2 separate regions of the Oryctolagus cuniculus genome follow, and region 1 is linked to region 2. The links are chromatin contacts, called in public Micro-C maps. All regions are on one chromosome and are shown on one strand. Each heading gives the region's core, a stretch centred on a gene start, on an enhancer-like site or on the middle of the called end of the contact. The rest is flanking DNA. Distances are from core to core; before and after follow the strand shown.

The links. Hi-C and Micro-C count contacts between places; a contact is called where the count stands out from the background.
Region 1: a Micro-C map of ear pinna shows a contact between it and region 2, with 3 times the contacts expected there. The contact joins two enhancer-like sites. A contact is called at or near these places in 3 of 6 Hi-C or Micro-C datasets (ear pinna, embryonic fibroblasts and psoas muscle).

Annotation. Positions count from the first base shown.
Region 1 is chr3:167,060,610-167,064,938 of mOryCun1.1, reverse strand. No RefSeq gene overlaps it. Among named protein-coding and RNA genes, the nearest start is that of MKLN1, 87 kb to the left of the region's middle. Within about 2 kb of position 2,973, at least 1 of the 8 cell types and tissues checked has an H3K27ac peak or open chromatin away from gene starts, as enhancers often do. A contact at or near this core is called in ear pinna, where this site is marked.
Region 2 is chr3:166,958,721-166,962,940 of mOryCun1.1, reverse strand. No RefSeq gene overlaps it. Among named protein-coding and RNA genes, the nearest start is that of MIR29B-1, 18 kb to the right of the region's middle. Within about 2 kb of position 2,765, at least 3 of the 8 cell types and tissues checked have an H3K27ac peak or open chromatin away from gene starts, as enhancers often do. A contact at or near this core is called in ear pinna, where this site is marked.

The sequences.
Region 1 (4,329 bases), core at 1,724-4,223, 100 kb before region 2:
CTCTCTCTCTCTCTCTCTCTCTCTCTCTCTTATGTATTGGCAGATGAAATCTCTTTGACTCTCTGTCTTTGTAACTTTTTCATATATAGACAAACATATCCTTTTTAAAAAAAATTGCTGCTGATAACTTTGGGATTAAAATATTTGAAAGTAATAATTGATGATAGAGATGCATGGTTAAGTAACATCAATCTATACAGTAAATGTCACTTTCAACTTAGACTGGGAGATCTTAGTAACCATTACAGCAAGTGCTGACAAAAAAAATTACTTTTAAGCTTTTAGAAATGGCAAAAGAATAGAGTATTGGAAACACATCCTTGTGTGCAAAGCAGGGTGTGCTTATGGCACCGTGTGTGTTAGGAGACCCGTCGTCCAGAAAGGCTCACAGACGGCTGTGAGGACTGTCTGCCCGGGAAGGGAGGCTGTGGGAGAGGAGGGTGGGCCAAAGACAGGTGGGCTTTCCCACCATGTGCGCTTTCCTTTATGTACCCGTGCTTGCCTTACTTAGTTTTAAGAAGCCAGCCCATCCAGTGATGAAAAGGTGAAGCGGAGCTTCCAGTGTGCAGAGTGCAGTGTCCATGGTTAGGAAGGAGAGGTCGCTCGGGGCAGAAGGAACCACAGCCATGCGGGGAACAGAGGCTGACTTGCTGCGGCCGTCACACCGGCACCTGCCGCCGGCACACCGTGTCGTGTAGGCTGGCTGTTATGGAGCGGCCCACCTTCTTAAGATGGTTTTTAATGCATTTGGGGGGAAGAAAATCTTAATATAGAGCCCCCCCCCCAAGTTCTAGAACACAGCTTAGAACTTGCTGATCTAAACTCTTAGAAAGAATGAGAACAGACATCTGGGGTTGACAAGACATTTTGCTGGGCCTGGGGCACCCTGCTTCGGCTCATCTTTGCGGCAAATGACTCCTGGTATTAATTGGGCTTAAGTTGAATAGCAGTGTGCGGCGGCTCCGTCAGCATCCCCCACCCACGTGCAAGGCCCACGTGCGCTGACTGTGGACGCAAGAGTCCATGCTGCCCTTTCCCTCCCCCGTCCTTGGCTCGCAGCCTCCGGCGGTGTGGGAGAGATGGGAGTGGCCCGCAGAGCAGGAGTGTGGCCGGGAGCTGAGGGGTGTGGGGGAGAGCCGCCTTCTCCTCCCTCTGGACTGCACACAGCAGCTCCAGGAGCCACGGCCTGAAAGTGGGGTGCCCTTCGTTTCTGAAAACCGAACCCTGTAATGGGCACAGTTCAGGGAAGAAAACACGGGGGCAAATTGTCAGTGTGTAAAGGAAATCCTGTTTGTTGTAGAACTTAAAAGTAGAGTTTCCCAAAGGTAATGTCAAATTTCACAATATTGATTCCTAATTGTAAATAATTATTTTTTATGTATCTGAAAGGCAGAAAGCGAGGGAGAAATGGAGAGAAACCTCCCATCTCCTCGTTCAGTTCAGTCCCCAAATGCCCGCAACAGAACAGGCTGGGCCAACTGTAGCCACCACCTGCTGCCTCCCCAGGTATGCGTCGGCAGGAAGTTGGGATTGCAAATTCACGGAGCCAGGAATTGAATCCAAATACTCCGATATGGCAGTACCGATACTGCCGCACCAAAGGCGTGCAGTATTTAACCACCAGCAGTGCGTGGATATGTAGCTATTTGGAACGAATGCCAGCCGTATATAACTATGTGGCTATGCCATTGTGTCCAGGCTGTTACTCCTCCTGAAGCTGCAGCCACCCAAGACAGGAGATGCTGTTGCTGAGAGGCTGCTGGCTGTCCCCCACAATCCGTACCCCCTCTTTTTACATAGTAACCCGAGCCCTACTTCACAGTGAGGGTGGTTGGCCACATCGCAGCTGTGTGACCACATCCTGGTTAAAAGTGAAGAGGTAAGTCGTCGTCGCGTAGAGCCATCCAAGACTCTTCCTTAAGGGACAGGTGTGTCCCCTCCCTGCCCTTTCTTTTTGTCTTCTTCTCATTCTGCTGTCTGCCCGTGAAGCCACGTTGCCCATGGCTGCTCATCCTGGGGAAATAAAGCAACTGTTCATGACCCAGCTGCCATGGCTTTGGGTTTCCTGCCGCTGTCAGCCCAACCTGTTTCTAAGTAACGTAGGTTCCGGTCTGCCAGGCAGGGGCAGCTCCGTCTTAATGCAAAGTCTTTAATCCCGTGAGCTAGGTGTTTCTGTTCTCGCATAACGGATTAGGGGATCGAGGCTGGAAAACACTGAGTGACTTGCCCAAGGGGTTCCCCAACATAGCCTGCGTAGGAACCCACGGCTGGCCCCTGGACCTCCCATCTGCAGAAGCGTCACGCTCGCTGTAGTCCTGGCTGCGAAGTGTTAAGAAGGGCACGTGGCTCTGGGTTTTGTAACATCCACCTTTTGGCAGAGCCCCAGTTTTGTGGATTAAATTAAAAAAAAAAAAAAAAGACGTTGGGTTTTTCAGAGAATTCATTTGTGGCTTTCTGAAAGTGACAAACATGTTAACTGTATTTCAGTCGACAGTTTTTATCAGAAAAACTCTGCTTTTAATTTCAAGGAAACTGGTGCTGTGCCTCTGTTTTCCAGTGTTTGCTGAACTGTCGTTTATGGCTTAGGGTGTTTCCATAAGAGAGTGGCATGCCGAGGGACTCGGGGGTTCGTTTTCTTTGGTTCTGGCCACTTGGGAGAAAACTTTGAGGACTTTTGGAATTTTTTAGAATTCTCCTTTCTACATGAAAACCACGGAACGTTGCCCATATCCCGTCGTCAACATTGTGGAAGTTAAGGCGGCCGCGGAGTAGAGGTTCAGTTATTTTGGATTGTCACACGGGGGCAGCCTCTGCAGCTGGCATTTCTGCAAGATGTAGACACAGAACCGAGAGCCGAAATGGCCGCGTGCTGTGCCGCTCGGCCCGGGAGTTGGAGGGTGGGGCGGAGGCCGGCAGCCGATGCCAAGGGGGACCGGTGGGGCCTGGCAGAGCTGCTGAGCGTGGGCCAGTCATTGGCAGCAGCACCTGTGGGGTCGCGATCGGCAGCCAAGGCCTCCTGTGCTAGTGCCCCGAGTGACCCTTCAAGTCCGTTCCTGTCTGTCCACTTCATCTCAGCACAGCAAGCTCCAGGCACCTGCACCTGCAGGCTTGGCCATGCGAGAAAGGACTCGGTGGCAGGTAAGTTGGGGAAGTGCTGTGTTCTGGTATTTCTGGAGAGGCACACAGCACACGTAGTACTTTGAAGTCTCAGATGCCGAGAAATCTGTTTAACCTAGTTTCTGAAACTCCCTTATAAATGGAAATTGAATCTTTTTTTTTTTTTAATTTACCAACATGTGGAATGACTTCATGAATCTTCTAATGAGCCATCAGCATTGGCCTTGAAAATGGCTATTTGAGGAAGAAGGCAAGATTTGGATCTGATAGCATTGGGCTAAGAAAGGCGTTCCAGTTGCTCTGATCTGTCAGTGTGCATTCTCCAAATTTCAGCGTGCTTTGCCTGTGTGTATTTCGCAGAAGCAACTGTGGAAAGACCCTTTTGGGGTCCTGTACTTCTGCCTCCTCATTTGCTGGTTGCAGAAACCAAGAATCAGAAAGGTTAAGTCTTAGCTGAGGCTACTGGGGGCCGAGGGCCCTGGGTGAGTGTTTCATCCGAAACCATTCATAATGGAATTCACATGAGTGAGTTCCTTACTTTCAAAACCTAACCTCCTGGTTGGGCTGGAGCCTGCTGCAGAATCCTCAGTGTGATGTTTGATTTCCTGCTGAGGTTTGGGGTGAGTCAGATGAGCACCCGGGTGCGAGTGCGGGTGGCGCTGAGCCGGGATGTAGGCCAGCACTGTCCCGAGAAGTCACTCTGTCTCTTTAGCTGAGAATGACCTAAAAGAAGCTCCTGCTACAGGAGGAGGCAAAAAGGGAGGCCCTCGGAGTGCTGCTGCCAGGCAGCTGGGACTATGGCTGCAGCCGCGGCTCGCACCCTGGCCACCGGCCTGAGCCCTCGGGCCTTCTCAGCGGCCAGAAGCGATGCTCGGCTGTCTTTGTGACGTTCAGGGTGTTGAAGGATTCACTTTGGAACTGTTTACAAAACCCACTGCACCGACTCCGTTTGAATCCAAGTTATCTTGCTTTGGTTTGGATTTGACTTCTCTCCCGGTGAAGTTCGTAGACCCTTGCTCATGGGTTGGTAAATGAAGTGGGCGCATCTTACTGTCTTGAGAGGTTCTTTTGCCATCTTATTCATTATCTGACATGTCATAATTGGTACGGTTGCATCGCACATATTTTTCTTCTTTGTTTGTGAAATACCACCTGGTTTCTAATGGAATGACACTATCGGTCATGACCAGAGCTGTCAGTTTGCGTGTTTGA
Region 2 (4,220 bases), core at 1,516-4,015:
CGTTCTATTTGAGTGAATGGCCCAAGTCTCCTGCCCCCATCACCTCTTGCGTTACGCCCCAAGAAGAGTCAGTTTGTTGCTCCCCAAACTCCCTGTATCATTTCCCGCCTTTGGAAGTGCAGCTTCCCCAAAGCTCACCCCGTTGCCCGCTGCTCTGTTCAGGAGCTGACCAGAGGTGCCTCAGCATGGCCACTGCTCCCTGCCCAGGGCTGCCTGTCACTTGACAGTTACGCAGATACTGGAGTATTTTTGCACTGATTCGGCTTTTACTAATTTGCCAGGAGCAAGGGAGGGTAGGTAGAAAGCATCTAACCTGTTATTTGCCTTCCTGTTAAAATGTGCGGCAGACTGATGTAAGTCACTGGCCTCTGTACCGCTCATCAGCATGGTATGCCTGGAGTTTATGAATCACCTTCTAAGTCCTCAGCTTGTTTGAGAATTTAGCTTCCAGGCCCGACGTGCAGGAGGGAAGACAGTGAGATCATAGGTGCCGTGGAGTGGAAATGAAGTTATGTTGCAGATGCTGTGCCTTGAACACGGGGGAGCCTGAGCCAGGTGTCCCTGGGAAAGCTGCCGTGCCAGCTGAGGCCCAGCTGTATGCGTGTGAGTTGTCTCCCCAGCGCTGACACGCCAGACAAACTGAGAACTTGGGCAAGAGTTGAGATGGGCGCACGGAATAAGTGTGGACACCTTCACAGGCAGTGGGATTGTACAGCAGGCGAGGAGAGCAAGTAGGAGAAACTGAGCTTCAGCCTTAACTCTGAAGATGGATCCCTATGCTACATTGTTTCTAATACCCCACGTTTACTTTCCAGGATTAAAAACACACACACACTCACGACAGAGGGAATCTTGAGGCTGTCTTAGAGAGATCGGGGGTGTTTTCCTGGGTGGTATTTTTGCTCTGCTTATTGAGCTGGAGAGCCCACTCGTACAGAACTGAGATGTCACCACCATGTGATAAAGTGTCGATCGACAGTGACCTCATGTGTCCTGATGGTGACTAACCCTAACCCACAGTGCCAGCTCACTGTGGGCGCATTTCCTGTGGCCTCGGTGCTCTGGGGTCAGACTCAGCAGGGATCGTTCGCCCGCATGTTCCAGTCCCTCATTCTTCCCTCGTGTCAGCCAGAGGTGACGGTCATCCCGAACCACCAGCAGGTTCCTAACAACATCTGTGCCAGGCGCCGGGCCAAGGACTTCTATTGATTATCTCTTTTAATAAGCCTCTGTGGCAGCTACCTTTATGGTGCCCATTTTACAGACAGAAGACTAAGGCTGGGAGAAATTAAATCATCGCCCCGGAGACCACACGGCTGGTAAGTGGGGGGGGGGGGGATTTCTGCAGCACAGCCCCCTGGCTCTTCCACCCAAGCTCTTGACTTGTACCCATATCCAGCTTCCAGAAGTGGCTCGTACCGGGGAGGCAGCTTATCCCCAGGGGCCACGCCCCATCACTGAGTCGGCTTTCTTTTGTGGTGGTTTTTATGCGAGTGCAGCCCCGCTGGCTGTGTGCTCTGTGCCCTGCCTTGTCCACCACCTGGCTGCACGTGCGCGAGGCGCCCCCTGCACTGCCGTGAGTGTGCACACTCAGAAAAGGTAATTAGCAAAGCAGCTGTCACAGCCACCAGGGGAGGCGACACGCGACGTGGCCCCCGATGGACCAGCCTTTCCTCCTGATTAGAAACAGGTAGAGCTCCTTGGTCAGTCCAGGCCCCGTGGTTTACGTTCCCTGCGGAGACGCAGGAGTCTTGCCTCCCGCCACGGGTGCTTGCGTGGCTGTGTCGTGCCTGCGTCAGAGAGAGCTGGTTCCCTGCTGAGACTCTCGGCGCTCTGTTCTCCCGGGTCTGGACCTCTGCTCCAGCCAGGTGATGCTGGCTGTGCCTGCCTCAGCCTGGATGCCCCTCCCCTTCCCCCTTCCTGGCCAGCCCTCTGGTCCCTGCTTAGATGGAACCTTCTGCAGGCAGCCTCCCCTGCCTGCTCAAGGCTGAGTCCTGGCCACCCACCGTGTCCACAGGTGGCCTCCGCATACCCCTTTGTGCGTCTACCGGGCTTTGTTCCGACTTCCTACCCTTCTGTCTGTCTTTCCTGACTCCTGCTGGCCTCTGAGAGCTGGCGGTGGGTCTGGGTGCTGTTTACTTTTGGATAAACACCTTGACACATAGTAGACACCCAATAAACATTTGAGTGAGGAAGAGAAGTGACACACATGGTGACAGCAGGAGCTCATCTACACGGTGTCGAGCGTGGGCAGTCGATGAGGCACTTCTCACGCGTGGCTCCATCTGAGCCGCACAGCGACCGCCCCCTGCTGTGCCGACGAGGCCATGGCCGCCTGGTGCAGTGCAGACATGTGGCTCAGCACCCCGGGCTCAGGTCCTCGGAGCTGGCGGTGTGCGCACTAGTGCAGTGTGTGGATTTTTCCCAGGGCAAATCTGTTAACAAAGGCAGTGGGCATCCTAACCCTGGCCAGCCAGACTCAGAGAAAGAATCCGTGGGTTTCAGTGAGTGTCTGTCTCCTGTCCTCTGCCTTGTGGGCATCCCCTCCCCGCCACGTCTCCAGCAGGAGTCTCAAACCAGCACGCGTGGATCCTTTCCCGGTGGCCAGGTGGCAGCTGTGAATCTTTGTGCGTGACCGCTCACCTCCTGGGTAGAGCTCTGGGAGGAGCGGAGAGCTGGTGTGGTTCTGTGTGTGTGTTGGGGGTGGGGTGTGGGGGTGTTTCCGTGAACTCCTGGGCGTATTGAACAAGGGAGATCCCAGCTGCGATAGAGTGAGTGGGAAACGCACAGGGTGGGAGGTGTGTGTGCCCGGGCAGTGAGACAGCGAGGGAATGCGAGTGGGCGGCGGGGTTGGCTGGCACTGAGAGGCTGTGGAGAGGTTGCTGGCCGGGTTGGGCTGTGTAATTAAACAGTTGAACAGATCTTAATAGCAGAGGGGGTGGTGTTCCCGGGCCTGCAGGGAAGCAGGGTGGAAGCAAGCGAGCTGGAAGCATCTTCAGACGCACAGAGCCAGGCAGGAATTTGCAAGAGCAGGTAATGTGGGGGGTGCGGTGTAGTGGGAGGAGGGAGGAGAGAGCTGGGTCAGTATTTCCCAGGCTTGAAACACTGAGGATCAGTACCCTGCTCTGCTCCGTCCTGGGTACCCCTGGCAGTGTTGTCAAAGGGAGGAATGTTTCATTTCCTAGGTATGGATTTTGCTATCATAGTAGAACATTAGACCAAGGTGATGAACCACGCCCCCACCCCCACAGCGGCTGTTTGCGGGGTCTGTTCTGCACTTTGTTCTTTGTAGCAAGATGCTGTCCCCGCATTTGCCTGGCTTATTAGGTAGGGCAGCAAGGCCAGGAAGCCACGGAACTGCAGTCAGAGGTCCCGTCTCCAGGGCATTTGGGATCAGAGCATCTTGGGAAGGTGAGACGTGCTGCCACGGTCATCCTTCTGCTTACCCGACAGAGTTCTTTTTTTCCTTTTATTTAGTTTATTGAGAGCAGAGATCGCTTCACCTATGGGTTAACTCCCCAAACACCCGATACAGCCAGGGTCAGGTCAGGCTGAAACTAGGAGGCGGGAACTCATTCCAGGTCTCCCGCGTGGGTGTCAGGTCAACACCGCTGTCTCTCGGGGTGTGCATCAGCGGGACGCTGGGGTCAGGAGCCGGCATGTGAGCCCAGGCACTCGACATGGGACGTGGTCGTGCTGACAACGAAGGCCTTCCGCCCCCAGCAAAGACTGCTTGAGCACCTGCTGTGTGCCAGGTCCCATGGTGCTGATGGTGACCATGATGCAAACAGGCCTGGGCTCTGTCGTCATGACCCGGAGGAGGGGGACTTGCTGTCAGGGGTTCCCTCTGGCAGTGAGTTCTGGGGGCGGGGCCACAGGATGTGAGGAAGGTATGGGTGGGGTTGGGGTGAGGGCACCAGGCGTTCACCACCACGCCCGGTGAGGTTGTCCTCGTACAGTGGGCCGGCGTGGCCACGCGGGGCCCGCGCCCATTTCCCAGCTCTGTGAATCTCCCGATAGGCCCGGAGGAGATTCCAGGTGAAGCCCAAGGGCTCCCTGCCACTTCCTGTGCCCTCTGTGGTGGGGGCAGGAGGTGAGAATAGACAGGGAGAGCTCCAGCCTCATTCAACGCCCTGTGACCATGACCCTGTGCCTCAAGACCAGACCACGGTGCAGGACGGATAGCACAAGCCCGCCTTGGTGGACCCCCACCACTGTGG